Regions from separate parts of the Sus scrofa genome. Here region 2 is linked to region 1. A link is a contact called in public Hi-C data. All regions are on one chromosome and are shown on one strand. Each heading gives the region's core, a stretch centred on a gene start, on an enhancer-like site or on the middle of the called end of the contact. The rest is flanking DNA. Distances are from core to core; before and after follow the strand shown. Region 1 holds the start of EPM2AIP1 (EPM2A-interacting protein 1). Region 2 holds the start of TRANK1 (TPR and ankyrin repeat-containing protein 1).

What was found. A called contact is a pair of places that touch in the nucleus more often than the background predicts.
Region 2: a Hi-C map of epiblast stem cells shows a contact between it and region 1, with 2.0 times the contacts expected there. The contact joins the promoter of TRANK1 here to the promoter of EPM2AIP1 in region 1. A contact is called at or near these places in 1 of 47 Hi-C or Micro-C datasets (epiblast stem cells) and 1 of 2 datasets of contacts at active chromatin or transcription factors (skeletal muscle).

What each region holds. Positions count from the first base shown.
Region 1 is chr13:21,875,699-21,880,101 of Sscrofa11.1, forward strand. EPM2AIP1 (EPM2A-interacting protein 1) reads left to right here and starts at 2,165. Exons shown (of 2, transcript XM_005652390.3): 1 at 2,165-4,403. The coding sequence starts at 2,448. The coding sequence ends at 4,274. MLH1 (mutL homolog 1) reads right to left here and starts at 2,022. Exons shown (of 19, transcript NM_001172367.1): 1 at 1,845-2,022. The coding sequence starts at 1,960.
Region 2 is chr13:21,911,283-21,915,893 of Sscrofa11.1, forward strand. It overlaps TRANK1 (TPR and ankyrin repeat-containing protein 1), which reads left to right and starts at 2,118. Exons shown (of 26, transcript XM_021071655.1): 1 at 2,118-2,601. The coding sequence starts at 2,123.

The DNA.
Region 1 (4,403 bases), core at 915-3,414:
CACAGCAATGCGGGATCCGAGACACGTCTGTGACCTAAACCACAGCTCACCGTAACACCGGATCCCTAATCTACCTAGCAAGGCCAAGGATTGAACCCACAACCTCATGGTTCCTAGTCGGATTCGTTAACTACTGAGTCACAACAGGAACTCCTAATGCACAAATCTTAATATGAGTCCAGGGATAAGAACAAATTCCAGACAAATATAAGACCAATTACTGTGTTTTTCCTTTGCCTACAGGCTCTGTGACTACACTGTTATCAGTTTACATATTGTATGAGAGAGAGGGAAGAAAGGGGCAGAGGGAAAAACATCATTTCCAATACGACATTCAGCAACATTTCTGTTCCTCTAGGAAAAAAAGAAAGGGAAGTTAGAAGTGGGAATACTGGAGTTCCCGTTGTGGCGCAGCGGAAACGAATCCAACTAGGAACCATGAGGTTTTGGGTTCGATTCCTGGCCTCGCTCGGTGGGTTAAGGATCCAGCGTTGCTGTGAGCTGTGGTGTAGGTCGCAGATGCGGCTCAGATCTGGCATGGCTGTGGCTGTGGTGTAGGCTGGCAGCTACAGCTCAGATTAGACCCCTAGCCTGGGACCCTCCATATGCTGCAGGGGCGGCCCTAAAAAGATGAAAGACAAAAAAAACAAGTGGGACTACTTAACATATGCCTCTTTCTTACCTAATTCTCAACTAATTCTACTACCTGTTTCACAAACTTTACTCAGCCTCAGGTTCTTAAAAGACCCTCATAAAATGTCCCATTGTGGCGCAGTGGAAATAAATCCAACTAGGAACCATGAGGTTGCAGGTTCGATCCCTGCCCTTGCTCAGTGGGTTAACGATCCCGGTATTGCCGTGAGCTATGTTGTAAGTCGAAGACGCCCCTCGGATCCTGCGTTGCTGTGGCTCTGGCACGTAGGCCGGCAGCTACAGCTCCCATTAGACCCCTAGCCTGGGAATCTCCATATGCCCTGGGAGCGGCCCAAGAAATGGCAAAAATAAAATAAAATAAATAAAATAAAATAAATAAAATAAAAAAATAAAATTAAATAAAATAAAATAAATAAATAAAATAAAGTAAAATAAAATAAAATAAAATAAAAAATAAAATAAAATAAATAAAGTAAAAAAAATAAAATAAAATAAATAAAATTAAAAAATAAAATAAAATAAAATAAAATTCAGGAGTTCCCATCGTGGCTCAGGGGTTGACGAAACCGACTAGGAGCCATGAGGTTGCGGGTTCCATCCCTGGCCTTGCTCAGTGGGTTAAGGATCTGGTGTTGTTGTGAGCAGACGCGTCTGCTACCTACCTGTGGTGTAGGTAGCAGACGCGGCTCAGATCCCGCGTTGCTGTGGCTCTGGCGTAGGCCGGCAGCTACAGCTCCGATTGGACCCCAAGCCTGGGAACCTCCATATGCCGCGGGAGCGGCCCGAGAAGAAAAAAAAAATTAAAAAGGAATTGTACTTCTGAATGTATACAGAATAAGCAAGAAACTGACGCCCTCTGAAGGATGAAGAGAGGGGTGTTTTTTCTTCTTAAATGTAAAAAGCTTTTTAAACGTTTAAAAAGTTGCATCTTCTGCACATATAATTTTAGAATTTCTCTTAGTTGATGGCACCATTAAAACAATACTGTATCGCCCTCTCTTTGTGCCCCCATCAACCCTAAAGTCTCGAAGGGACGCTCGAGGACCCGGGAGAGAGGAAGGCAGGACCCCGGCCTCCCCGCGGCGGCGGCGCGCGGCACACCCCTCCACTCAGGGCAGAGAGGCGTGTCCGCGCCATCCTGAGCAGTGGCCCGTTAGGTTCTAAGGAAGCCTGGACTCCTCCCTTCGTACCAGTTCTCAATCATCTCCTTAATGGCATTAGCCGGCCGCTGGATAACCTCCCCTGCCGCGATGCGGTTCACCACTGTCTCGTCCAACCGCCGGATAACTCCCGGTACCTGCGACATTTTGGCGCCAGAGCAGGCCGTGTAACGGTGAGACGCTCACTGGAAGGGCTTTCAGCCAATCTCCTTAGAGCTTCGCACCCACATCCTTCCAGCAACACTGCTGACGCCGTCCCGTCCCGCCCTCTAGCGGCAACACCACTTCCGGGACAGAGAGGTACTGATTGGGCATCTTGAATGCCAGTCAAGTTCTTAGCTCCATGATTCCTGTTCTCTTAGCCCTCCTTAGGCGGCTTTAGTGCACTTTGCAGCGAGAAGGATATGCGCCTGCGCGCTAAAAATCAGTGTCCGCTCTTCCTATTGGCTCATGCTTGCGGCAGGGGAATACGAAATCTCCAGCCAATAGGAATCAAGGTGCCGGAACCCCAGTGGTTTCCCCAGCTGGGGTGATCTGGCGCAGAGCGGAGTTGGCGCTTGGGGATCGCTCCTGCTCCTCCCCTCTCCTTGCGGCCTCCGGGAGGTCGGCCCAGATCCAGTGGTCTCCCGTGAGATGTGGATGACGCCCAAGAGGAGCAAAATGGAAATCGAGGAGCCTCGGGGTTTCCAGGCCGAGTGGACTCAGCGTTACCTGGTTGTGGAGCCTCCGGAAGGCGAAGGCGCCCTGTGCCTGGTCTGTCGCCGCCTGGTCGTAGCCAATGGCGAACCCGATGTCAGGCACCACTACGAGGCGGAGCACGATTACTACGAGCGGTATGTGGCGGAGGGCGAGCGCGCGGCCCTGGTGGAGCGTCTGCGTCAGGGCGACTTGCCCGATGCCGCCCCGCTCACCCCGGAGGAGAGAGCTGCTCGTGCAGGCCTCGGGCTCACCCGCCTCTTGGCCTTGAAGGGTCGCGGCTGGGGTGAGGGGGACTTCGTGTACCGGTGCATGGAGGTGATGCTCAGAGATGTGCTGCCTGATCACGTAGGCGTTATGGATGGCATTGATTTATCTCCGGAGATCACGCAGCAGAGGGTCCTAGACATTAACCAGAATCTACGCAGTCAGCTTTTTAACCGAGCCAAGGACTTTAAGGCCTATTCCCTTGCGTTGGACGACCAGGCTTTTGTGGCCTATGAGAACTACCTCCTCGTCTTTGTCCGCGGCGTGGGCCACGATTTAGAGGTGCAGGAAGAGCTTCTGACCATCATCAACCTGACTCAGCACTTCAGTGTTGGTGCCCTCATGGCGGCAATCCTTGAGGCCCTGCAAACTGCAGGGCTTAGCCTGCAGCGGATGGTTGGACTGACCACGACCCACACTCTGAGGATGATTGGTGAGAACTCAGGGCTGGTGTCATACATGAGAGAAAAGGCTGTAAGCCCCAACTGTTGGAATGTTATCCATTATTCGGGGTTTCTTCACTTGGAACTGTTGAGCTCCTACGATGTGGATGTTAATCAGATCATAAATGCCATATCTGAATGGATAGTTTTGATTAAGACCAGAGGCGTTAGGCGGCCAGAATTTCAGGCTTTACTAACTGAATCGGAATCAGAGCATGGTGAAAGGGTTAATGGACGCTGTCTGAACAATTGGCTTAGAAGAGGGAAGACCTTAAAACTAATATTTTCTTTAAGAAAAGAGATAAAAACATTTTTGGTTTCAATAGGGGCAACAACGGTCCATTTCACAGACAAGCAGTGGCTTTGTGACTTTGGCTTTTTGGTGGATATTATGGACCACCTTCGAGAACTCAGCGAACTATTGAGAGTAAGTAAAGTCTTTGCTGCTGCTGCCTTTGACCATATTTGTACCTTTGAAGTTAAGCTGAATTTACTTCAGAGACATATCGAGGAAAAAAATCTAACACACTTTGCCGCCTTGAGAGAAGTTGTTGATGAGCTTAAAGAGCATCTTCAAGAAGATGAAAAAATACTTGATCCTGAAAGGTATCAAGTAGTGATCTGTCGCCTACAAAAAGAATTTGAGAGACATTTCAAGGACCTCAAGTTCATTAAAAAGGACTTAGAGCTTTTTGCAAATCCATTTAGCTTTAAAGCTGAATATGCACCTATTTCAGTAAGGGTGGAGCTAACAAAACTTCAGGCAAATACTAATCTTTGGAACGAATACAGAACCAAAGACTTGGGGCAATTCTATGCCGGACTGTCTGCTGAATCTTACCCAATTATCAAAGGGGTTGCCTGTAAGGTAGCATCCTTGTTTGATAGTAGCAAGATTTGTGAAAAGGCTTTTTCATATTTGACTCGAAACCAGCACACCTTGAGCCACCCATTGACAGACGAACACCTCCACGCCCTGTTTCGGATTGCCACCACTGAAATAGAGCCTCAATGGGATGATCTTGTGAGAGGAAGAAATGAATCGAATCCATAAGCTTTTGTAGTACAACACCGAAACACTCAACAAGAATCCAACTCTAAAAGCAAAAATATGTTTGATTTTCAACTTTACTAATTTGGATTGTGGGAGAGTACCATGTTTTTTCACCCAAAGTGAAAAAAC
Region 2 (4,611 bases), core at 868-3,367, 36 kb after region 1:
GAATCATTTTGATAAAAATATAAAAACAGCCAAAAAAGAAGAAACCGTTTTAAAAAGAAAGCTTTGACTGTTTTGAGGACTATTTTAAGCTGATGTGACTATTCTGAAGACTATAGTGAAAAATACAGAGGAAGAAGTATGACTGAAAGATTCTGAGATGCTTATGGAAACTGGTCAAAGTATCAAAGTTTAGAGGCACTTTTTTGTGTTTTTTTTGTTTGTTTGTTTGTTTGTTTTTTTGGCTACGCCTGTGGCATATGGAAATTCCTGGGCCAGGGATCAAACCTGAACCACAGCAACAATCCCAGCTGCTGCAGTGACAACTGCTGGATCCTTAACCTGCTCCGCCATAAGAGAACTCCTAGAGGCAACGGTCTGCTCCTGGCTTGCTCTCCTTAATGTTAAGAAACAAAAACAAAATGGCACAGGCCATTTCTAAATACAGAACTGGGAGATGTTGGTTAAAACACTGGAGGAAGGATACATGAAGTTTCTTCAACATGAAAGGACCAATGCTGTCTGGGAAATGGTAAATAGCTCCAATGATTTGGAGACTAACAGTGTTCCCCAAATTTGCTTCATGTTATAATTACCAGCAAAGCTTTTAAAAGTCCTAAGGCCCATGTCATACCCCATACCAATTAAATCAGACTAAGTGAGAGTAGGGGCCAGACATCAGCATTTTTGAAAGATCCTTAAGTGATTACAGTGTGTCATCAAGTTTAGCAACCACCAGGGGTAGACCGTGGGTATAAGGAGGCTGAGACTGGAAGAGTAGGGAAAAATGAGGAGTATCAAATGCCTAGCTACTAGAGGGCAATGGAGGTGCCATTAAAAGCTTCTGAACTGGAAGTGATGCAACATGGTGTTTGGGGAGATTAATCCACAGAAGAAACGAGAGGAGGTGAGATTTCAGAAGCACAGAGAACGCAGGCTAGACTGATCGGACTCAGAGCAAGCAGCACAGAGAAGTATTTGAGCTGTGCGTGTTACGGGTGTCCAGGGGTCACCTAATCCTCCCTGCCTCATTGGAAACTCTCCTGTTCCCCTTCCTTATGCTCTGTGGGGTCCTCTCCTCCACAGGGCTCGCCAGGTGTGGTGGTCCCCCAGATGGGAGTGAGAACCACTAGGAGGCAGTGTAAGCCAAAAGCCGACGCCTAGACAGGGTGGCCGGCTCCACTCTCTGATTGGGCCAAATCTCCGAGCATGGGAAAGCCATTCCCAGTCCCGGAGAAGTTGAGAACCAGGCAGGAGCGAGGATAGAAGGCTGTGCAGTTTGGTGAGCCGACAGCTGAAGTTGAAAGGCAGCCTGAAGTCGTCCGAACCACTCCTCAGCTCCTTCGGTTGTTACTGCCGTTAGGAGGTTCCTTGCTATTCTTGTCTGCGGCGAGAAGTTCACTCCTCTGCAGGCGCCATGAACACGCCAGTGAGCGTCAAGAAGATAGGGGCCTCTCTGGCCTTTTCCTACCCGAATCCCCAGCACCCCCAGAATGGAGGGCCGAGCGCACAGTAAGTACTTGAAATCCAAGTAAAGACTGAATGGAGGCAAACGGGAAGTAGGCGCTGAAGGGCACAGGGTGCTCTGACCCCTAGTTTCTTTGTTGGCGGGAGGCCAGGAGCAGAGGCGGGCCAAGACCATGGTCTGACCATTTCCTCAGTTTCCCCGACAATCGCGGCACCCAGCTAGGGCAAGAAGTCACTGTGACAGAAACCTGTCAAAGGGGTGTGTGTGCACGCCCGGGTCCCTCGTGGTGACCTGCTCGAAGCACTCATTTTCCCAAGGTGGCTGAGAGCCATCCCATTGGAGGACTCGCCCACAAGATGTGAGACTTCCAAACGCCTCTTTTGAACACACAGTGACAAACACCCCCTCCCACCCAGCGGCGACGTGCACGTGACAGTTTTCGGGCCCTCGCAACTACGTGGAAACTTGGAATAGGTCTGCGACTGCACACAGCCGGGCGCCGGGGTCCCCGCGTTCCCGCCCCGCTCGTCGCGGTCCAGGGCCGGAGCCACCGCGAGCTGGGACCCCGCCCGCCGAGCCTGTCCTCTGGAAAGCGGCTCCCGAGGCGGCGGCGGCCCCAGCCATGTGGGACCCGCGGGTAACTAGGTGCGTAGCGGCATGGGAAGCGCGGGGGGCGCCTCCGGCCTTCTGGGCTCCGCGCCTCTTCCCAGCAGGAGGCGGCCGCGCGCGGGAGCAGGCGACCCCCGAGGCGGCGGCTGGGCGGGCAGTCCCTGCGCTCATCCAGGTGCAGACTCGGGCCTGCAGCACGGAGTCGGGCGCGGGGGGGCGGCTTCGGCCTTGCCCGGCGCCTGGAGACGGGGCGCGCGCTGCGACAGGGCTGCGGCGGCCCTCGGCCTGCCTCGACCCCACTGGGGCACCGAACCCGCGGCTCCCGGTCCCGCCTCCTCCGGGGGATCCCCCGGCGGCGAACGAGTAGACCAGCGTACGCGCCCCCGGGCCACGCCTTGGGTTGGCAGGCGCCCGGGCGCAGGGCGGGATTTGCGGGGTACTTGGAGAGTGCTGGCCGCTTCCCGGCTGGAAGAGGTTGGCGATTCCTTCCCGGAGCAGGCCTCTTCCTCAGCCCGCCCGATTGTGAGGTGGGCTTGCCCAAGAGGGCCCACCGTTCTCGGCCGAGGGGCGGGGGAGGGGCGGGGAGGGTAGCAATAGGGGCCCGGGGTTCAGAAGCAGAATCCCCAGAAGCCCTGGCGTTTGCTTGCAAGCGTCTGCAAACGCGGGCTGGAAACCGAGGGCTGAGAGGAGCACTCCACCCCCTCGCCGCGCGCCCACTGGGAGCCCTAAGCTTTTGCAGCCTGGCAGAAACTGCTTTTCTGTAACCCTACTCCCAGCTGGGGGCGTTCCTGGGAGGCTGCAAGCTTTGGTGCTTCGTAGTGAAAAAATTTCAGGATATAATGCAATTTGAAATTTTTTTTTTTTTTTTTTTTAAAGAGGAGTGAGAAAGGGGGCGGGGGAAGGCTCTGAGGTCTCAGCCCCCAGCTGCTGACCCAATCAATTTTTATGCGGGAGCCAAGGGCCTTTAGTTCCCTGCAGCCAGGTTCTACCCCCTGCCTCGTGCTGAGCCTCCTGGCACCTGCCAGGCACCTTTCTGAGGCAAGGCTGTTACCTGGATGGCTTGTTCTTTTATTGAGCATCCTGTTTTGTGCTTTATAGGAAGTATTACCTTGTAGAAGAGTCAGAAATCCATTTCAACAATTTTGCAGTTGCCTCTGTTTTGTAGAATTGCAGGATGGATGCTTGAGTTCTGAGTACCCTCTGCTGGCCCTTGCATCCTCCACAGGGGATGGAGGTAGGATGGATCTATGTGGCATTTGTCTTCAGAATCACATCCCACTGCTTCAGGCCTATGAATTTCCAGTATATTCTTGACTAAGGCCCACAATAGAGACCCACACCCACCTACCTGTATATATCAGCACAAAACTACAAGAAGAGCTTCACAAGATATTTATTCTCTCTACAGGGTGAGGCACAGTGATATTTTCTTTCTATTCTATGTTTTGTAAAAAAGCTGGTCATAATCCGTTAACTCGATCTGATGACTCACAAACCAGTTCTAGGTGGCAACTGCAAACTTTCTTTGGGACACCCCAAGGAGGCTGAGGAGAGCATCAGAATTTCCCTGGGAACTAACTTTGAAAAGGGATGAACTGGTTTAGGAGACATGAAGGAGGCTGAGATTCAAACTTGCGTAAGGAAACTTGTACTTGAGTTAGGAGAGTACTGTGGCTGTGAATGCAAAGGCAGGCCAAAGGATGCTTCTGGTTACTCTGGTTCCATATGTCTGGCCTCACCAAGCTGGTCACCTGCCATGAGCCCAGTGAGTGGGGCCCTGTTTAGTGCTGAGGAAGTAGGGGAGTAATGACTTCTTGCCATTATGTCTTTTTTTTTTTTTTGAGAAAGAAGGAGAGTGCTGAAAGGCTGCTCTGGACTCATAAATTCAAAAGGGGACTCTTCAAGTCTCTGTGCGGAATTTCACAGCAGGGTTGGGAACAGGGCAGTGTGCACTTTATAGATGAAGAGGCTTCGGCCTATCATCTGGCAGTCACTACAGCTAATCAGTGGTAAATTTGGGGTTAGACATCCATTCTCTCAGGCTCTCAGGGACCAAAAAGAGAATTCTTTTTTTTTTTTTTTTTTTGGCTATTTCTTTGGGCCGCTCCCACAGCATATGGAGGTTCCCAGGCTAGGGGTCTAATCAGAGCTGTAGCCGCCAGCCTACGCCAGAGCCAAAGCAATGCGGGATCTGAGCCGCGTCTGCAACCTACACCACAGCTCACAGCAACGCCGGATCGTTAACCCACTGAGCAAGGGCAGGGATCCAACCCGCAACCTCATGGTTCCTAGTCGGATTCGTTAACCACTGCGCCACGACGGGAACGCCAAAAAAAGAGAATTCTTAAACTTCTCTTTGCTGATCAGTTCTGTCTTCCTGTGCTTGCTACCAAAGGCCCATTGCTATGTTCTGTACCCTCTTATTATTTTATTTTTGCTTCTTGGGATGAAGATTCTGTTGGCAGCAAACTAAAGGCTGCAACCCCCATGTTTGGGTGGGAAAGGTAAAGTGACCCTGAGGATGTTTTGAAAAACTG